Linked DNA regions of Sus scrofa: region 2 is linked to region 1. A link is a contact called in public Hi-C data. All regions are on one chromosome and are shown on one strand. The core of a region is the stretch at or near the end of the contact, and the rest is flanking DNA. Distances in the headings are between cores, read along the strand shown. Region 1 overlaps LOC102163705 (a long non-coding RNA gene). Region 2 holds the start of CD200 (OX-2 membrane glycoprotein).

What was found. A called contact is a pair of places that touch in the nucleus more often than the background predicts.
Region 2: a contact with region 1 is called in a Hi-C map of liver, with 4 times the contacts expected there. The contact joins the promoter of CD200 here to the enhancer-like site in region 1. A contact is called at or near these places in 3 of 47 Hi-C or Micro-C datasets (epiblast stem cells, heart right ventricle and liver) and 1 of 2 datasets of contacts at active chromatin or transcription factors (skeletal muscle).

The regions. Positions count from the first base shown.
Region 1 is chr13:147,442,590-147,448,257 of Sscrofa11.1, forward strand. It overlaps LOC102163705 (a long non-coding RNA gene), which reads left to right. Exons shown (of 3, transcript XR_307178.3): 3 at 1-999. Among named protein-coding and RNA genes, the nearest start is that of CD200, 40 kb to the right of the region's middle. Within about 2 kb of position 3,177, at least 36 of the 83 cell types and tissues checked have an H3K27ac peak or open chromatin away from gene starts, as enhancers often do. A contact at or near this core is called in liver, where this site is marked.
Region 2 is chr13:147,483,441-147,488,852 of Sscrofa11.1, forward strand. It overlaps CD200 (OX-2 membrane glycoprotein), which reads right to left and starts at 2,378. Exons shown (of 6, transcript XR_002337904.1): 1 at 1,992-2,378. LOC100517427 (OX-2 membrane glycoprotein-like) reads right to left here. Exons shown (of 6, transcript XM_003483321.4): 6 at 2,525-2,701.

The sequences.
Region 1 (5,668 bases), core at 1,927-4,426:
GGATCCTCTGCCCCTTGGTGAACTAAAGCGGAAATTGCTGACGAAGAAAGAAAGAGCGAGAGAAAGAAAGAAAAGAAATATAGACTAAGAGGGAAGAAATAAAATTGTCTTTGTTAGTAGATGACATATGTGTCCAGTTTGCTAGAATTAACAAAAATATTGGAAATAAGAAGTGATTATAACAAAGTTGCAGGAGTCAAGATTAATATACAGAAGTCAATCACTTTCTTACGTAGCAGCAAAGAACAGTGGAATTTGAAATGAAAAAGACAAGGCCGTTTATATTACTGCTCCACAAGATGGATACTTAGATATAAATCTAACAAGATATATATGAGGAAAACTACAAAACTCTGAGGAAAGAAATCAAAAAGCTAAATAAATGGAGAGATATTCCATGTGCATGGATAGACCCATTATTGTCAAAATGTGAGTGCTTCTCAACTTGATCTATAGATTCAACACAATCCCAATCAAAATTCCATTGTTATTTTGTGGATATCATGAAACAGATGCTGAAGTTTATATATGCATTGGCAAAAGACCCAGAATATCCAAGACAATAGAGAAGGAGAAGAACAAAATCAGAAGACCAACACTACCCAACTTCAAGACTGACTTACTATAAAGCTGCAGTATTCAATACAGGGGGGGTATTGGTGAAAGAACAGACAAACATATCAATGGAACAGTATAGAGATCCCCAAAATAGACCCCCATAAATATAGTCAACTTTATCTTCAACAAAGAGCAAAGACAATGCAATAGAGCAAAGAATAGAGACAGACTTTATCTCCTCAGAGAATTAAGCTCAAAATGGATCTTGAACCTAAATACAAAATGCAAAACTATGAAAGCCCAGGAAGACAAAATAGGCAAAAAATGTCAGCAACCTGGAGGAAACCTGATGATTTTTAGATATAACACCAAAGACATAATACACCAAGAAATAATTGGTCTTCATTTAATAAAAAAAAAAACAAAACTTATGCCTCCTAGGACAGAGTCAAGAGAATGAGAAGATAAGCTGCAGACTGATAAAAATATTTGCAAATGCGTATCTGCTAAAGGATTGCTACCCAAAATATAAACAGAACTCTTAAAAACTCAACAGGCTCTAAACAACCCTGTTTTTTAAATGGTCAAAGACCTGGACAGACAACTCACCAAAGAAAAAATACACAGGTGGCAAATAAGAACCTGTATAAAAAATGAGATACCACTATACACTTATTAAAATGGCCAGAATCTAAACACTCCCAGCAATAAAAAATGCCAGCAAGGACACAGAGCAAGGAACTCTCATTCACTTCTGATGCGAATATAAAATGCTACAGCCACTTTGGAAGACAGGCAGTTTCTTTCTCTTTTTTTTTAGGGCCACACCTGTGGCATATGGATGTTACCAGGCTAGGGGTCTAATCAGAGCTACAGCTGCCTGCCTACACCACAGCCATAGCCATGCAGAATCCAAGCCATGTCTGCCACCTACACCACAGCTCATGGCAACACCAGATCCTTAACCCACTGAGCAAGGCCAGGGATTGAACCTGTAACTCTGTGGTTCCTAGTCAGGTTCATTTCTGCTGCATCATGATGCAAACTCTTGGAAGACAGGCAGTTCCTTGCAAAACTAAGCATATTCTTGGAATTCTCTTGAGGCACAGTACGTTAAGGATCTGGCGTTGTCACTGCAGCAGTTTGGGTCACTGCTGTGGCGCAGGTTCGATCCCTGGTCCACCCAGACAAACTGTAGTCCACCCAGACAATGGAATATTATATAATGCTAGAAAGAAATGAGCTACAAGCCATGAAAAGACAGAAGAAACTTAAATGTATGTTACCAAGTAAAAGAAATCAATATGCAAAAGCAACATACTGTATGATTCCAACAATATGACATTCCAGAAAAAGAAAATCTATGAAGAGAATAAAGAACCAGTGATTTCCAGTGGCTGGGGCGAGAGAAAGAATGAACTGACAGAGTACATATGATTTTAGGTTGTGAAACTATTCTATATGATACTATGATAGTGGATACATATCATTATACATTTGTTGAAACCCATAGAATGTACAATACCAAGAGTGAACCATAATGCATAGTATAGATTTTGGGTGATAATGATATTTCAGTGTGGGTTCTTTGGTTATGAGTGTTCCACTCTGGTGCAGGATGTTGATAGTTGGGGAGGCTGTATCTGGGGGGCGGGCAAGGAGTACATGGGAAAACTCATACATTCTGCTCAATATTATAGTGAACCTAAAACTAAAGTCTATCAAAAAAATTAAAAAAACAATAACTAAAAAGTCAAATCTACTAAAAAAATAACATTAAACATTTGTAGAGCCTGAAACGGCTTATAGAAACTTTCAGTCATCGGAAACGCGGCTGGAAACCTGCCGAGACCATCCTTCATTTGATAACTAATAATATCATTGTTAAAAACCACAGTAAACATAGATTTGAGAACAGACTTCCTGAGGAACTTTACTAAATCTTTGCAAACATTACCTTTGTTGTTCCTCACCACAACCTTATGAGTCACGAATTATCTTTAATTCCTTTTCTTATAAGGAAAAAGATATAGAGATCAATGAGTTGCTCGAGGTCACGGAGCTAGTAAACAGAAAAGACAGCATCGATCCAAAGCCCTTGCATACCAGCCTGGCACACTCATATTCTGGTCTCTCATTCTGTGGAGTTGGGCAGGATCTAGGATACCAGTATGAGAAAAAAAGGACCGAACATACGTGTGCCTCTGAAAGTCTTTGCTTTATGAGTTTTCCAGAAACCTACCTGTTTCTCTCTTTTGAGCCCCTAAGAACAATAGCAAGACTTTATTTGTATGGAAGACTGAAAGCAAGACCTCAAGGGGATCCTCTGCCCCTTGGTGAACTAAAGCGGAAATTGCTGACGAAGTCATTGAAAGGTCATTCTCATACTTCCTGTTTTCCATTCAGGTTGTCCTCACGTGCTCTTAGAGTGGTTCTTCTGTGAAGATACTTTTCTGGACACTGGAAATATAGGTGTGGACAAGACAGACAACGTATGTATTTAAGATAAAGGAAAGACCTAATACAGACAAAAACCCTGATCTGAAAACCAGCGGATGCCTGCCAGCAGCCAGGCTCTGTCCGGTTTAATCCTGGTGAATCTGCCGAAGGCGCGCTGTAGGAGAGGAGGAGGGCAGGAGGAGTTTGGGGAAGTGCCAGCAGCAGGGTGGAGGTCTACCTGGTTTACATTTTATTCCATCCAAACTTGTTTTCTCCTGATTTGCTTTCCTTTCCGCTTCCTCCCATTCACACCCAGGTTTTGATCTCAGCGCAGAGATCCTTTGACTACAAGGGGTGGGGAAGTCTGACGTGGAAGCTGCCTGCCAGGAAAGTGTATTTAGGTGAAAGAGAGAGGGAAGGGGAGGAAGAAACAATTGACCTCTGTTTCCTGAGTCACAAAGTTGGCAACAGGCTCTGCTGAGGGAAGAGAGAACAAATCAAAGCCTTGTTCCCAGCTGGCACTGCCCACCAAAACCTCTTCAGGGTAAAGAGTTCTGGAAGAAGCTGTTCAGATTCATTTTTACTATACCAAGTATGTGTGTGTGCTTTGGAAGTGGGAGGCACTTGGAAGAGGGTTTTTTTTTTTTTTTTTTTAAGCTGCCTTTTCCATAGTTTTCCATTTAAGGGCTTTTGACATCTACCTTCCTAGGGATTCCTAATTCATTCTTTCTGATGTTCTACTGCACACTGTCCTTTCTCTCTCCTGCTCAGGCTCCTTCTAGTTTGTCTCTCTTCTAGATTCCTTATGTTTGGCCTCAGAGTCACTTTCATCCAAAAAGATCTTTTTTTTTGATCCATCCTAGGCTGACATCAGTCAGGCCTTCTTTCTTTTTTTTTTTTTTTTTTTTTTTTTTTTTAATTCTCATAGAGGCTTTGTGTGCAGAAAACAATACTTACAGTAGCCTGTGTTACCACTAACGTTCCATCTACTACAGTTATAAACTGAAAAACTTGCTTTTCCTAAACTATTAAGTACAATTGCAAAAATCTAGTAAATTAAGAATTTTTAGGTTAGAATTAAGCAAAGTGTGCTTTAACGTTAGGTTAGCTTAGTACACTTTTCATTTACAAAAAAACGTGCATAGTTCTTCAGACACTACATGTAAACAACACTTTATACTTTAAGCATATATAATTCAACAAATGGATGTATAAATCCAATAATTTGACATTGCTATATATTTGAAGACATTTTACAGACCTGGTGACTTACAGTCCTGTAAATATTTCCACCATAGTCTCATGTCAAATGATGGATTTCCTTAAGAATCATAAGCAGCTAAAAAAGAAGACATACAAACCCCATAAACAAAACCTTTCTAAACACATATACAACTATAAATCAAATAATAATAAAAACATAAACAGTTGATCCTTGAACAACCCATACTTGAACTGCACAGATCCACTTACATATGGATTTTTTTCAGTAAATACATACTACAGTACTATGTATGGTTGAATTCATGGATACAGAATGGCAGATAAAAAGTGGTGGGCTTGGGGGTCAGCGCCCCTAACTCCCGCATTGTTCAAGGGAGGCTGTACATTTACATATGATTCTCATGAGAATTTCAACATCTTAAAACCTAAACTCATAAATTAATAAGTCAGATTATCTTAAGTATTGAAAATTGACTGCAAACATAAATGGGTAAAATCCCCTAAATGTTTCAGTAAAAATCATTTGTCTACTATGTTAGCATCTCTTAAACATCTTTAATATAAAGCATATACAAAGCAGTAAAATGATGTTTTTATTTTTTGCTTTTCAGGGCCACACCTGTGGCATATAGAAGTTCCCAGACTTAGGGGTCGAATGGGAGCTATGGCTGCTGGCCTACACCACAGCCACAGTCATGCCAGATCTGAGCCATGTCTGTGACCTACACCACAGCTCATGGCAATGCCAGATCCTTGACCACCTGAGCAAGGCCAGGGATTGAACCTGAATCCTCATGGATACTAGTCCAGCTCTTTACTGCTGACCACACTGGGGACTTCCTAAAGTGATATTTTTAAATTTGATATGTTTGCATTAAAAGAAATTTTTGCAAAATTTATAGTATCATATTTAGTTTTTCATCATCTATGTGTTTATTTTTTGTACAGTCTCAGGTTTGCAAAGTCATTTACTTAACTAAGTAGAATAGAATCATTATTTCAGGCCCACGGTAGTAGCTAAACATTATTTGCTCAGAGTCCTCAGTCAGAGATTTGATACCAACGCTGTAGATTTCTGGTTATTAGTCATTGGTCCAGGAATTAAAACTTGGAAGAAGTAAACTAAAACAAAGCACTTCCCAAGAAGATTCAGCTCAGGTTTACAGGGAAAGCCACTTTTTAAGAGTACCGCTATGTCAGGAGTTCCTGTTGTAGCCCCATGGGTTAAGAACACAACATAGTGTCCATGAGAATTCATGTTCAATCCCTGGCCTTGATCAGTGGGTTAAGGATCCAGCATTGCTGCCAGTTACAGCAGAGGCCACTTGGATCTGGTGCTGCTATGGCTGTGGTGTAGGCTGGCAACTGCAATTCCAGTTTAATCCCTAGCTTGGGAATTTCCATATGCCACAGGTTTGGCCAATAAAAACAAACAAATGCATGGAAT
Region 2 (5,412 bases), core at 1,128-3,627, 40 kb after region 1:
CTGCCTAGACTCCCATTTGTCCACCCAATGTCTGTTTTACTGTTCCCTTGCCATGTCAGGTAGGCTTGCCTCTTCCACAGTTCCCCCAGGAAAGCAAGGCACTGGTGCTTTCTGTTCTTGGATTTCAACACCTACATGTAAGTTCTATTCACCATTCTCCCGAACTTCCCACTCCCAGGGGTCAGGCACAGAGCATCCTTTTTAGGCCACAAACCGACACCAGTCAGTCCCTCTTTGCTCCCCCAGCCTAGGGTCAGAAAGCTGCTTCCTCTGTCACCTTGTATTCTTCCCATCAACTTGTTTTGGGGATGAATGTATGCCCTTGGTCTTTTAGTATTCAGGCTTTTAAAACCCAAATGCTTAGGCTCTTGCTATTTCAAGCTTTGGCTTCTAAAATGAAAAACATTTTCTTTGGCGTTCTAATTCCACACCATTCTTTTAAAGCCCTCATGCCACATGGAAATCCAGGGTCTAGCAAAGGCTATAATGAAGAAAGCAGAGTGAAAAGCTGTGTTTTAGGACAGGAGAGAAAGCAGAGGTACACTAAAACATAAGATGGGTGAACTGTGAGCCTAAAACATAAGATGGGTGAACTGTGAGCCAGCAATGTTTAAGAAATAGAAGCATGGTGATTGAGGCAAAGGGAATCAGAAAGAAAGCCTTGCTATTAAATATACACATGTTTCGGGCTAGCACAAATACTAGATGTGTAAGCTAGGACAAATCATTTTACCTCTCTGAGATACAGAAAAAAATAATAGTACCAACCTTCTCCCTGTTAAAAAGACTAAATGTGATAGTATGTGTAAAGCTCAGTGACATACAAATAAGCACTAAACCAATGTTGCTGCTATCTCTTCGGGTTACTAAGAGAATTAAGCATTTAGGGCCTTTAATACAGGGCATAAGATATAGTAAATGCCAATATGCATTAGGTAGCTTAAAAAAAATTCATTGACCAGATCAGACAATAATGGAAATGGAGAAGTCCAGTTACAGCCTCTGCCAAGAGGACCAGGGTTCAAAGGCCCAGGGTCTTACCTGATAGTTGCCCACCTGGCAGCTACATTGCCCTTATACATACCTCTTTCCTTGAAAGTTTCTAGATCGAAATCCTGTTCCTGCCACATATAGTCACACGGACTCGGAAAAATTAACCTCTCTGCCTGTTTCTTTACTTGTAAAATCAAGTAATAGCTACTCCTTTGAGGGATAGCTGTGAAAATTAAGAGCACCTAACACACAGTAAACACTAGCTCGAAGGCCACCATTCTCCTTTGTTAAGGAAGATACCGAAATAACTGGCTGTGTGGTCTTACCAATAAACTGTATACAAAAGAAATTACCTTGAGGTATTCCTCATATTTAGATTTTATTTTTTATTGTTTTTTAAATTACTTATACCTATGTAAATGAAAATCCTCTCCTTCCTTCATTTTGTCATGTACACAGATCCTGAATAAACAAAATGTCTGTCTTTCATGGATACCCTGGGTGTTAACCCTCATTTATCCCATCCTTTATGGCTTCCCAAGGCAAAGGCCTAGAGGATGGAGAAAGAGGCTGGAGCATCACTGAGGGAGCGAGATCTCCTGGAGAAAGTGAGCCCCAAATTCTGCAACCTCACCCTAGCTTTCAATGCCCAAACCGAGCAATACAAGCACCTTCCATACTCGCCACCAGCACCTGCCTCCCAAACCAGTTCCTCACTGAGGATGTCAGTGATCTTCGGAGAAGCATCTCGTCCCTTTTCCAGAGCCGAGGGACAGAGAATCAAAAATCCAGGAATGGCCTGAAAGCCCCCACTTCAGAAGGCAAAATCCGCCCCTCCACGCGGTTAAGTGCCGAGAGGAAAGCGCTAGCAGAAATACCAGCTCCAGACCAGACTAGGGAAAGCCGCAGTCTGGCGCTCTCTGCCCGCCACCGCCCCAGGGCCATCGGCGCGTTGTAGCCCACCCGGCGCCCTCTTTCCCACGCCTGGCCCGGCTCACCAGTCTCTCCATCGTCGCTCCTGGCCGCGCGCGGTGGCTAGCTTCACCCAGAAGCCCGGAGGAATCGCAAGCCAGACCTAGCAGCGTTCCTCTAGTTCGGTGGAGCAAGGCTACCCAGGTCTAGTTCCCCCGAGCTGCCTCACTGCTCCGGCTCAAGCCCCTTCCCCACGCCCCGCCCCTTATGCAAAAGAAGGCGGAGTTGTAGACAATAAAATAAAATAACACATCTTTTTTCTATCTTCAGAACATTCCGCATTTTCTCAGAAGTGGCAACTGGGGAGACTGAAAAAGTGTTTGAAAAAATATGCACGTTACCATTTTCATTACACAGAGAGAGAAAAAGAAGGGGAGAGGTGGGAAGACATGAACTATTTCACTGCGTTTATGCTTGGAGGAATGGCAATCTGCGTTGTGGAGCGGGCACGTAAGGAAATGATTTTTGAGAAATACTATACAGTTTCTCCGATCACCACTGCTGAAAAATGCAAATATTTTAAAGCTGAGTTTAACTGATAGACACTTTACAAAATAAATGTATATTTACTTTTATTCAGAAACAAAGTATATATTTAAACCATCAATGTTGGAATGAGCTCTCCTTTCAGGATGTGACTGGGTTTTTTCTTTCCTGTGAGAGAAAAATCTTTTTCTTCCATTTGCATTGAGGATGAGGATTCTTCTTTTTCTGACAAGTTCCAGAGTCCTCGGATCTTAAAACAAACAAAAAAGCACAAACAGGTCAATGAAGTGTTCAATTCCTGAAGCCTTTTCTGTTTTCCTGCCACCACCTCTCTGATAAAGAGCTGGGACTGAGCTTTTACTCAGGGATCCGTGGGGTTGCAAGTCCCAAGTCTGTAAATAAAATAATGACTGATTTTTTTCCCCCTAGAAAAACAGACACATATTGAAAAGATTCATGGAGTGGCAAACAGGATACATAAGAGAAAGTCAGTTTATAGACATATTATGGTAAAATTAAGATCAGATTAAGGAAATCAAAGAAAAATTCAGAAAATTTCAAAAATGACAAGTAGAGACATCAAGGAAAAAGAATCAAAGTGACTTTAAATGTCACAAGGTAGTGATGGATGCAAGGAGACGAGTTCATTTTCAAATATTGAAGAAAAATAATTCTGAATTCTACTTTGTCTTTTATAAATATTGCTACAAAGGTATATTTAAAAATACCTCAGGCGTTCCTGCTGTGGCATAGCAAGTTAAGGATCCAGTTGTCTCTGTGGCAGTGAGGGTTCCATCCCCAACCCAGGCACAGTGGGTTAAAGATCTGCTGTTGAAGCAGCTATGGCCGGGATTCAATCCCCGGCCCCGGAATTTTTGTATGTTGTGGAAATTCCATAAAATATAAAAATAAAACCCCTTTAAATATTCTGATTAAATGTACTATTCATAGAGGAAAGTGCATAGATCATAAGTACTGCAATATGAATTGTCATAAACATACTTGCATTGCCAGAAGCAGATTAAAATTGAATCATTCTTATCTCTCCAGAGCCTGTCCTGCTGTCTTTGCCTACCCTTCCTGTCACTACCACCGGCCAGTCACCCTCTTACCTTTAATATTATCAACTAGGCTTGCCTGTTTGTCAACTTTATATTAATATCATAGGGTATGTCCTCATTTATGTCTTGGTTCTTTCACTCAACCATAGAATTTAAAAATTCATCCATGTTGTTGCATGTGGTTGTAGTTCTTTCATTCTCACTGCTATATTCTATCCCACTCTAAATGCTACAATTTATTTACTGTACCGTTACTAGACATTTGTTTGTTTTCCATTTTGAGGTTATTTTTTGTAGTGGCACTATAAACAATCTTTTTTTTTTTTTTTTTTTTTCCTTTTTAGGGCTGCACCCATGGGTATATGGAGGTTCCCATATGAGGAGGTCTAATCCAAGCTATAGCTGCTGGCCTAAGCCACAGCCACAGCCACACGGGATCCTTAACCCTTAACCCACCGAGTGAGGCCAGGGATCAAAGCCGCAACCTCATGGTTCCTAGTTGGATTCGTTCCCGCTGGGCCACGACGGGAACTTCTAAACAATCTTTTACTTGGCTTTTCCTAAACATATGTACACCATTCTGTTAGATTATTATTTTTTGGTTTTTCCCAGTTTTATCTTTTCCTATCACTTTATTTTTAATCTTTCTCTATTCTTTTTCTCCCCCAAGTTTTTAGATAATATTTCGCTGGACACCAATTTTAAAATCTACTGAAATATTCTGTCTTAAATTTTATAAGCAAAATATTATAAAATGATAGGATTAAAAAAAGATTTTCTTAAGCACATAATCTCAGAACATTTATTACATCAAAACTCTCCTTAAAAATAGTTTCAAAAAGAGTATTCTAGAAAAAAGAAAAATTCATCCAGGAGAAGTCTCCATAGAAAGAGATACAGAAAGGGTAAATAATATCAAAATTTATAATTGCTTAAAAAAAGCCAAGATTCCCCCAAATTGTATCTCTGTAATAAAATAATTCAACAATTCTAAACTACATGGAAGGTTTTAGGTAAGGGGCTGGGTAGTAAGATTATGAGAGTAGGTGAGAATCATGCCAAGATGTATATGTTTAAGAAATAGACATAAAAAATTTAGGTTATTAGTAAGGGGAAAATATCAGAAGAATAATGTAAAATATGACTCCAACTAACCAAAGAACATTTAACTTAATGAAAGACAGCATAGGAGAAAAGGGAAAAATGTTACCAATATGAAATATGAAGGTAAAAAAGTGGAAAAAGTCCTGTTATATTAGTAATTATGACATGTATGAATAAGTTAAAAACCCCAAAGATAGCCACTTGGGATATGGAAGGATGATCAAAAGTGGGGAGAAAAAAATCCTTACCATCATGGAGTATATATATATATTTTTTTTTTGTCTTTTGTTGTTGTTGTTATTGTTGTTGCTATTTCTTGGGCCGCTCCCTCGGCATTATTGTTGTTGTTGTTGCTATTTCTTGGGCCGCTCCCGCGGCATATGGAGGTTCCCAGGCTAGGGGTTGAATCGGAGCTGTAGCCACCGGCCTACGCCAAAGCCACAGCAACGTGGGATCCGAGCCGCGTCTGCAACCTACACCACAGCTCACGGCAACGCCGGATCGTTAACCCACTGAGCAAGGGCAGGGACCGAACCCGCAACCTCATGGTTCCTAATCGGATTCGTTAACCACTGCGCCACGACGGGAACTCCAAAACTTTATTTTATTTTATTTTATTTTTTGTCTTTTGTTGTTGTTGTTATCCATCATGGAGTATAAACACTGCTAATAAAAATTCTTTGGAGAAGTTCCTGCTGTGGCGCAGTGGGTTAATGATCTGGTATTGTCTCTGTGGCGGCATGGGTTTGATCCCTGACCTGGAACTTCCATGCACCATGGGTGCAGCTGAAAAAAA